2 separate regions of the Zea mays genome follow, and region 1 is linked to region 2. A link is a contact called in public Hi-C data. All regions are on one chromosome and are shown on one strand. Each heading gives the region's core, a stretch centred on a gene start, on an enhancer-like site or on the middle of the called end of the contact. The rest is flanking DNA. Distances are from core to core; before and after follow the strand shown. Region 1 holds the start of LOC100281729 (symbiotic ammonium transporter). Region 2 has its middle 53 kb from the start of LOC100381303.

What was found. Hi-C and Micro-C count contacts between places; a contact is called where the count stands out from the background.
Region 1: a contact with region 2 is called in a Hi-C map of tassel, with 2.9 times the contacts expected there. The contact joins the promoter of LOC100281729 here to the enhancer-like site in region 2. A contact is called at or near these places in 2 of 25 Hi-C or Micro-C datasets (leaf and tassel).

Annotation. Positions count from the first base shown.
Region 1 is chr5:10,135,000-10,139,490 of Zm-B73-REFERENCE-NAM-5.0, forward strand. LOC100281729 (symbiotic ammonium transporter) reads left to right here and starts at 1,402. Exons shown (of 5, transcript NM_001353171.1): 1 at 1,402-1,464; 2 at 1,627-1,780; 3 at 1,877-2,419; 4 at 2,538-2,918; 5 at 3,037-3,879. The coding sequence starts at 1,754. The coding sequence ends at 3,111.
Region 2 is chr5:10,053,101-10,057,581 of Zm-B73-REFERENCE-NAM-5.0, forward strand. No RefSeq gene overlaps it. Among protein-coding and RNA genes, the nearest start is that of LOC100381303, 53 kb to the left of the region's middle. Within about 2 kb of position 2,706, at least 19 of the 20 cell types and tissues checked have an H3K27ac peak or open chromatin away from gene starts, as enhancers often do. A contact at or near this core is called in leaf and tassel, where this site is marked.

The sequences.
Region 1 (4,491 bases), core at 152-2,651, 81 kb after region 2:
AGTATGTAAAATAAGAGATATAAAACTACAGATAACACTGTTTGAAGAGAGAAGTTTGAAATACGGGATATAACAGGAGATGAGATAGGAGATTTGCTGAAGATAGCCTAATAATTAAGTAATTGTGTACATGTTATTCTACACAATACACACTGCAACCCCAAGTTACAAATGAATTGAATATATACACACATGTCATATGTAGAATCACACATATTGATTCACATGGATGAATGGTTTGTTTGAACCATGCATCTAACAAAGACCCAAATAAAATACAGGATTTAGTTTAAATCAAGTTAGTTAAGCTGCACCACACACACTATCACAACCCCCGAATATTACCTTGAGTGGTAAAAGTTTTCTTGAGGGCCAAAAACAAAACCGCCAAGAAGTGTAGGTAGTTTCTTTGGCGGAAAATGGATATTATTGTTGTTGAGTGTAGGTAGTTTCTTTCGCCAAAACAAAACCAGAGATCCTTGTTTTTGCCGCCGCCCCCCCCCCCCCCCCCCCCCCCCCCCGCACAATCTAGTCAAAGATGTGGGAAGAACCCTATTATTCCCCTCAAAAGTGCTTAATTAAAACACGAGACTCAATTGACCAGACATGCACGTGGTAACGAGTAGTAATCCCTCTCTCAATTCACCAGACTAGCAGAGATCCTTGGTAGTCCCCCCCCCTCTCCTCCTAGCTCAGCTGTCCATGTAATTAACCCTTGATCAAGAGTTTGGAGCCACATCATACTTTGCTCCAACCACTGCTCCTTTAAAATCCGCGCGCAGCTCTCTCTCTCCTTCCCACGAAACGGCCCAACGGGCGACGCACCTAGGTGCGGTTGGGAGTCCACCCCAGGCCGGCCCTGCGAGTCCTGTAGATAATCTGTGGGCAAATCTCTTGATTAATCCACCGTTAGATCGGTCACCAGGTCATAGTCCACCATGGCATCTTTATTCTTTACACTGGCAAGCCACAAGGCTGCAGTGGCAACAAAATACATATCCAGCGCATTAATATGCACAAATCATTTCCCCAAAAAATAAAAAGTAAAAATTGCACAGACCACTGGTGTGTGTGTTGCCTCCCTAGCTAATGACGATCGTTCGTCGGGCGATTGTTTATCCCCGGACTAAACGATCCAGGCTGAGCTAGTAAGAAGTTGCCGTCTGTCGGGATATGAGTGGAGGAGGATCAAAGTAAACACCACCTCCTACATCTACATGCCTGCAGGATATATGCTGCACAATACAAAATGAATTCAATAATAAACTACGGTTCGTTCACACAAGTAGGAGTAGAGATCAATAAGACGGACGCCACCACTTGCACATTCACACGCAACACCCCCCGCCCGAGCAGAGTTTATATAAACAAGGCGATCGATGCGGCATCATGTCCATCCCACCACTCTCACTCACATCTCCATTGGTGGCCATTGCGAACGAACCCGAGCTCCGATCTCCACAGGTCCGTTGGTCGCGCTCTTCCTACCTTGCATCCTGAGCCACTCCAGCTATGTTATGTAGTATGGAGCAGCAGTACAGCTGGTTTTGGACATCGCACATCGCCTGCACAATGCGGTGATCTCCTCTCTGACACCCCCCGGCCGGGTCTGTTGATGCTGTGCAGGACTTGTTGAGCTTCCAAGCAGCTAGCAGCAGCATCGAGCGCTAGCAGTCCATTTGGATTTTGGTTTGGAATTGGAAGCAAGCAAGACGTCCAATTCCCAGTCCTCACCAATCAAATCAACCTGCAGATGGCAACGCAGTGGTTCTCCAACATGGTGAGTCCGTCCGTTACCGCGCTTTCACCTGCCGTCCCATTCCACGGCCCGCCCGCCGCTGAATGTGCCCTTTTTCTTGCCTGCCGCCGCGCGCAGGTGGTGGACGAGCCGAGCTTCTTCCACCAGTGGCAGTCGGACGCGCTGCTGGAGCAGTACACGGAGCAGCAGATCGCGGTCGCGTTCGGCGGCCACGGGGGTCTGGACCTCGACCTCGACCTGGACCTGGACCACGGCGTGGCGACGCCGCCGCCGCTGCAGCGAGTACCCGCGCCGGCGGCCGACCACCGCCCGCGCAAGGCGGCCAGGGGCAACGCCAGCTGGGACTCGTGCGTCACGGAGCAGGGCTCCCCCGACGACTACTCCTCGCCGACCATCCTCTCCTTCGCCGGCCACCACGCCAAGGCGCCCAAGCAGGAGCTGCTCGACGCCGCCGCCGCCGCGCTGCCGTCGTTCCAGCAGGCGCGCCCGGCGCCCAAGCGCTCCTACGACGACATGATGGCCGAGGCCGCCAGGTCGCCGGCGGCCGCCGCACGCCCGGCCTCACAGAACCAGGACCACATCTTGGCCGAGCGGAAGCGCCGCGAGAAGCTCAGCCAGCGCTTCATCGCGCTCTCCAAGATCGTCCCGGGCCTCAAGAAGGTACGAGTACGAATCGACACGAGTGTCCAAAATCCATGGCGACATGCCCCGAGCACCGACCACCAGCCAGCCGCCCAGTTCCCGTCAACCAACTAGCTAATTGTAACTGGTTTCGCAGATGGACAAGGCATCCGTGCTCGGCGACGCGATCAAGTACGTGAAGCAGCTGCAGGACCAGGTGAAGGGGCTGGAGGATGACGCCCGGAGGCGCCCGGTGGAGGCGGCGGTGCTGGTCAAGAAGTCGCAGCTGTCCGCCGACGACGACGAGGGCTCCTCCTGCGACGACAACTCCGTGGGCGCCGAGGCCTCCGCCACGCTTCTGCCGGAGATCGAGGCCCGGCTGTCGGGCCGCACGGTGCTGGTGAGGGTCCACTGCGACAACCGCAAGGGGGTGCTCATCGCCGCCCTCTCCGAGGTGGAGCGCCTCGGCCTCTCCGTCATGAACACCAATGTGCTCCCCTTCACCGCCTCCTCCCTCGACATCACCATCATGGCCATGGTGAGTCAGCTCGATCAGCCACTCTCTCTCTGTCTGCCATGCATGCTGCTTTCTTCTTCAGCACACACACTTAGTCATTCCTCACGTGATGCTAACTCATCTGGCGATTTTCTCGCAGGCTGGTGACGACTTCTGCTTGTCTGCAAAGGATATTGTCAAGAAGCTAAATCAAGCATTCAAATCACCCTTCTGATGGGATTAGCTTAATCTATGTCAACTTTTTTCCCATTAGCCTTAAGGATTTGAGGCTAATGGTTAGGTTATCAGGTCCTTCCTTGCCTTTGCTTCCGAAGAGAGTTGCTTGCAGTCCCCAAGAGTCCCCCCACACAAAGATAGCCATTTCCACTGGTTTTTTGCTACATGGGTGCAGAGATTGATCACCTAGCTAGTTACCTACTTACCATCCCATTTTATCTGTCTCTCCAGTTTTTTACATGGTTTGATGTTGTCACTCCATGTTTTTGGGAGAGAGCAGATTGTAAAAAAAAAACAGCCTTTTTTTCTAGGGCTTTGCTATATAGGCCTGGGGAGTTTGACTTTTACAAACCTAATTTTTCTTTCTCCCCTTCGCCCGTATGTTGCCCTTTAATTCACCTTGTTTTTTCCATGAGAGGATGGTGTTTTTCAAACACCAGCACCTACCTTCGCCGTCCTCTCAACCTTGATCACACTGCTCCCAGAAAAAGCTTCAGTTGTGGAGAAAATGGCGCCGTCTTTTTTTTTAATCAGCTCTGAGGGGGACTTTGCAAGCCTTGATTTGGAAGTACTGTAGGGATGCCTCACTTCTATTGTTTCTGTTTTTTTTGAGGGTCCTACAAGTTGGCCGCCACTTGAAACTTGATGGAGCCTTTGCCTATAGTTTTCACATGTGAGTTTTGTTGTCACAGGACAGGATGAAGGTGTAGTTGTTGTCATCTCTTGTTTACTCTCATAGAAGCATAAATAAATAAATGTGCTCGTTTGGTACCTCTCATGGCTTTCTTGGTCACATGTCATTTCAGCTTACGCGTGATCTTTCTTTTCTTAATGGTGAGAAAATTCGCAGATTGCTCATGGACCGCGATTGTGATTGTTCCTTACATACACGTCCGCCGGATTCGAGTTATCCTACTATTCATAGTCACTCCACAGACTACTATTCATATTTCTGTAATTAGTTTCAAGTGCACCTAAAATGACCGTGTTACATACTATCTTTTTAAAACTTATAAACCCTTAATTTCTAAAAGACTGTAGACATTTATTTTTTGGAATTATGAACACATAACACATCCCCTAGTTCTCTTTTTTTAGAACATCCCCTAGTTGGCTAGTTCTCTATGCTGTATCAATTTTGGAACTTGAAGCCTGGCATCTTCAGCATGACAACAACATGGTGTCCTAATTCCCGTGTGAACTCCCTCACCGTTGCAGCTATGAGGAAACAATACTAATAGTGCAATCGTAGTTTCTTGTGTCACAGCACACCACACCATACCAAAGTGCCTTGACAACTAAGTTGCATTAGTCAACCAAAGCCTACCTTGCTGTGGTGTCACAACAAAGACTTGTTTGTTGGCCAAAGCATCTGATC
Region 2 (4,481 bases), core at 1,456-3,955:
CGTCTACGCACGAACAACTCGCAGTTTTTTTTTCTGAATATTTAGATCCCGAAGATTCGATTAGAATTTCGATTACCCGTTGCAGTTTGCGCTTAGCGTAGCGACCATATCCCGTTCTATACGCACGGATGGAGACGTTGAGTTTGTTGTCTTTTGTCGTTTCGCGAGAATGTGCGGCCTCATGCACGTTTCTGCAAAAAAGATTTGTGTAGATAAGAGAGACACATTTTTTTTTGGCGACACCGGGATTTGTTTCAATCATTTTTTGCTATACCGTATCTGAATCCCCTATATTAACAATAATAGGAACATGTCCCAATAGCATGTTGCAACTGATAAAACAAATTGAAGATGAAAAAAAAGACAACGTGGGAAAAGATTATAAAGTGGTAGTGTCTATCCATAACTCCTAATGACGGCATTCAATATGTACGTTGGTTCCCTTCTTTCTTTCTCAGAAAACAACCCTCGGCTTCGACCCCTCTAGATTTCTTAATATTAGGTGCCCAAGCTAGAAATTTATCTCTGCCCAAGCTAGAAAAAGATCTTCCTATTCCATTTTTTATTAGAGTAATAGATTCCTTTTATATTTTAACTGGGTAAAGATCTTCCTATTCCATTTTTGATCTAATAACTACTTTATCTCTGCCCAAGCTAGAAATTTCCTTCGAACGTTCTACAAAATTAGGTGCTTGCTGGGACTTAGGAGTTAGGACAGGTATGGAGCTGTTTCTGCTTGCAGGTAAGTGGAGCAAATTAGTACAATAAGGTTTAATTTGATACTGGAGCTGTATTGCAGATTTGATCCCGCGGTATTTTTTGGTAACTAAACAGCAACTTGCTGGTACTAGTACGAAAACAACCGAAATCGGCACCGGTTCAGCAGCATGCATAGCGCGATAGCCGACGACACAGACGTCGACATCTTTCCCTTTCATTTTCGTACAAGTCAATGAACTCGAGTGACAGCCGAGCAAGTCCGATAAAATTGGCCAATAGCTGAGCCGTGTTAATTGAAGACCAACTTAGTAGACTACTAACCAGTTGTCGGTGTTTTGTTATATAATTATTATTTATTTCAAAACAGTAAGGTATGTGGTCTACAGACGTGGTGTGGACAGGGACGGGTGCTGGACAGTCACAGTCGGTCTGTTTGGTTGACTTCTCCCCGTAGCCTGGCTGCATGAGACTGGCCGGCGGAAGCCTGGCTCCATAGATGCGACCAATTTGTCCGCGCCTGCAGAGCCTGACTCAGGGTGCTTTAAGTTTCGTGCGAGTCTGACTCCACATCTGCACGCAGGTAACCAAACACACACCTCGCATACGTAGAGCCTGGTTGACAACAACCAAACACTAGTTCATTGCATCCCGTGCTGCAAGCACCATCAAATACAGGCAACCAAACACATGGAGTAGTGTTTGAGAACCCAAAGCATTAGAGCGGAGAGTGAAAACGTGGTAGCAACAGACGGTTTCTAGGAAATTAGTTTTAGGAACAAAAAAATGGGTGTCCCTGCTGGGAATCCAGTTTAACGAAATCCAGCTTCTATCTTTTTTTATACATGAAAGACAAGTCTACAACGTGAACGTAGAAGCAATTCTAGTAGAAACGATCTTAGAAGCGAAACTTTGATGACCAGAAGCCGAATCCGGCTAGAGGCCGATCCAAGCATGTCTCTGTGTCCTCTTTTTCTCCAAACTCCACCTAGGATTTTAATGGTGTGGATTGCTCTAAGTAACAAGTACATACTCCACCGATGCATGATGCGAAAAAACCCGTTGTTGTATCGTATTCCCTCTGTTTCTTTTTATTAGTCGCTGGATAGTGCATTTTGCACTATCAAGCGACTAATAAAAAGAAACGGAGGGAGTAGTTTCTCCGGAAGCGAAGAACTATGCCGTGTCAAAACTGCATTTGAATTTCATGTCGGCAATAACATAGTGCAGAGTGCCAACGCTAACCGCTATGTGCAATCACCCTGTAATAAAGTTTCACTTGGATGAAGGGAGGTGACTGGGTCAAAGGCTCAAAGCAGCGGATGGCGAACCGAGCTTGGGCTTGGCTGCCCCTCCCACGAATCCGGGAGACTTGTGCGTGCGTCTGAACCCGCCCCGGGCTCTCCCCGCTGCCGCGCCCGCGACGCGAAGCCAGGATAGGAAAACGTGCGCCACGCCGCGCCCCTGCCTGAAATAGCCGAGTGAGTAGCCGCTGAGTGCGCACGCGACGCGGGGTCCCCGCCCGGGACGCGGAAGTCCAACAAGCCAGCCAGCCAGCCAGCCGGGCAGGGTGGAGTCGTTGTCGTCGCCGCGTCGGGTTGGTGCAGTGCCTCCAAGATTCTGGCAGAACCTGTGGCTACGGACCCGGTCGTACCGATGCTTCCCGCTGCTTTCGGCCGTGTCGGCGAGCCGGGGAAAGAGATGCTCATTAGTTTCTACTGTATCTGAGAAAAAAAACCTTTTTTAAGTCCTAAATCAAATTTACTTTCTCTAATTTGAGTACTCAATGCTAGAGTTGACATGAGCGAGAGAGAGAGAGAGTCACTACTACTCGTCGATGCTGCTCTCACGCTCAGTCTTCAGGAGAAGAAAAACGGGGCAAACTGGATAGATAATTTAGCTAGCTAGCTAGCTAGATTAGTTAGCTGGCTGCGGGCTAGCCAGCCTTCTAGATCAGATGACGGGACTTTTGACCGTACCGTGTGCTGATACCTCATCATTGGCGTCATAGAATTCGGTAGTACAAGGACAAGAAACTCAAGAGATGCTGGAGCTAAGCTACAGGACAAGAAACTCTAGCTAGCTGGGGGACAACATCAACGTACGTGTACTGCGATGGTGTTCACATATTGTTGACCCTCCATTTTCTTGATCTAATCTAACATACTGAAACATGAACGTTCCCGGCCCTGAGCCTAATTAGAGTACGTTCGGTTGACAGGGAATAGAAGACCGGAACTGTTCCGGCCCGGATTGCTTCTCTAATTTGTATAAGTTTTGATCAACAGGAATAATTCTTGGTGTAATCGTGTAGAAACGAACGTGCCCTTAAGAAGAAGACAACTATAGATGGCCAGATGGGCCGGGTCAAGCGGGCCGGCCCGAGGCACGGCCCGGTAAGTCGTGCCTAAGCCCGACCCGGCCCGATGCTAAACGGGCCCGTGCTAGCCCGGCACTATGCCCGTGTCGGGCTTGGGCCGTGATCCAGGCACGCCGTGCCGGCCCGGCACGGCCCGTTTAAACGGTAAGCACGGCCGGCCCGACTCCACGGTAAACCCCCCGCGCCCGCCCCCCACCCAGTCACACCGCACACGCACACAGCCGCACACCCAGGTCAGGTCCCCTCCCCTCGTCTCCCTCGCCCCGTCGCCCGTTCCCCTCCCTCGTCTCCCTCGCCCAGATCTCCTCGCCCAGGCGCGGAGGCACCCAACTCCGTCGACGTCGATGCGTCGGCCGTCGGCCGCCGTGCTTCCTGGATCCTCCGTCCTCGGCACGTCGTCGGCATCCTGGCTCCTCCGTGCTCAATCGACCTCGCGCGAGCGCCGGTGGACTGGATCTGCTCCGGTGCTTCCCCCTCCTCTTCTCCGGACTCCGGTGGACTGGATCTGCGGATCTGCCTCTCCTCTGTCCTCTCCATCTCCGGTGGACTGGTTCTCCTCTCCTCCGTCTCTGGATCTGATCTGGTAAGGTAAATCCCTCCACCTCTCCGCTCTCCGGTGGACTGGGTCACAGCCGGCTGCCTGTTTGGCCATCTATACCGTGTGTTTGTGCTCATTTAGTCTCTCTGTTCTTCTATCTGGCTCTGTGTCCCTGGATCTGCCGTCGTCGGTGCATTGGTGTCTCCTCCGTCTCTGGATCTACTCCCTAAACATTGTTCTTGGTAATCGCCGACGGAACTGGTGCTCCGGCCTTCGGCCAAGGTATGATCTGCAAACCCTAAACCCTAATCACCTCTGTCTCTATCAGCTCTACTCTCCTAATCCCCTCTGTCCTGATCTAATCGCAGGCCATGAGGGACCTGGTGCCGGCGATGGATCGTCGATACGATCCGACCTCCATTAACCATGAACTGGTGTTGATGGGTCAAGTCCCAGACGATGTGGACGACGTGCACGATGGTCTGGAGGATCTCTTTGGTTCCACTGCCCCTACCCCTACCCCTACCATCAACCTCGGCGACGACAATGTCGCTGCCGAGGGCGAGGCTCCCCCAGATGGCAGTGGTGCTGCTACTGCGACTGCCTCCACTACGGCAAGCACGGGTAGGAAGAGAAAATGCACATCCGATGTCTGGGAGGACATGGATAAGATTTTCGCCACTGAAAATGGAGTGGAGGTAAGAGTAGGAGCTAGATGTCATTTCTGCAAGAAAGAACTTGCTGCACGTTCTACCATTGGCACTGGCCATTTGGCTCGGCACAGGGAAAAATGCAAACGGCTCCATGGCCGCACTGGTAACCAGTCCATGCTTAGATACAATGCTG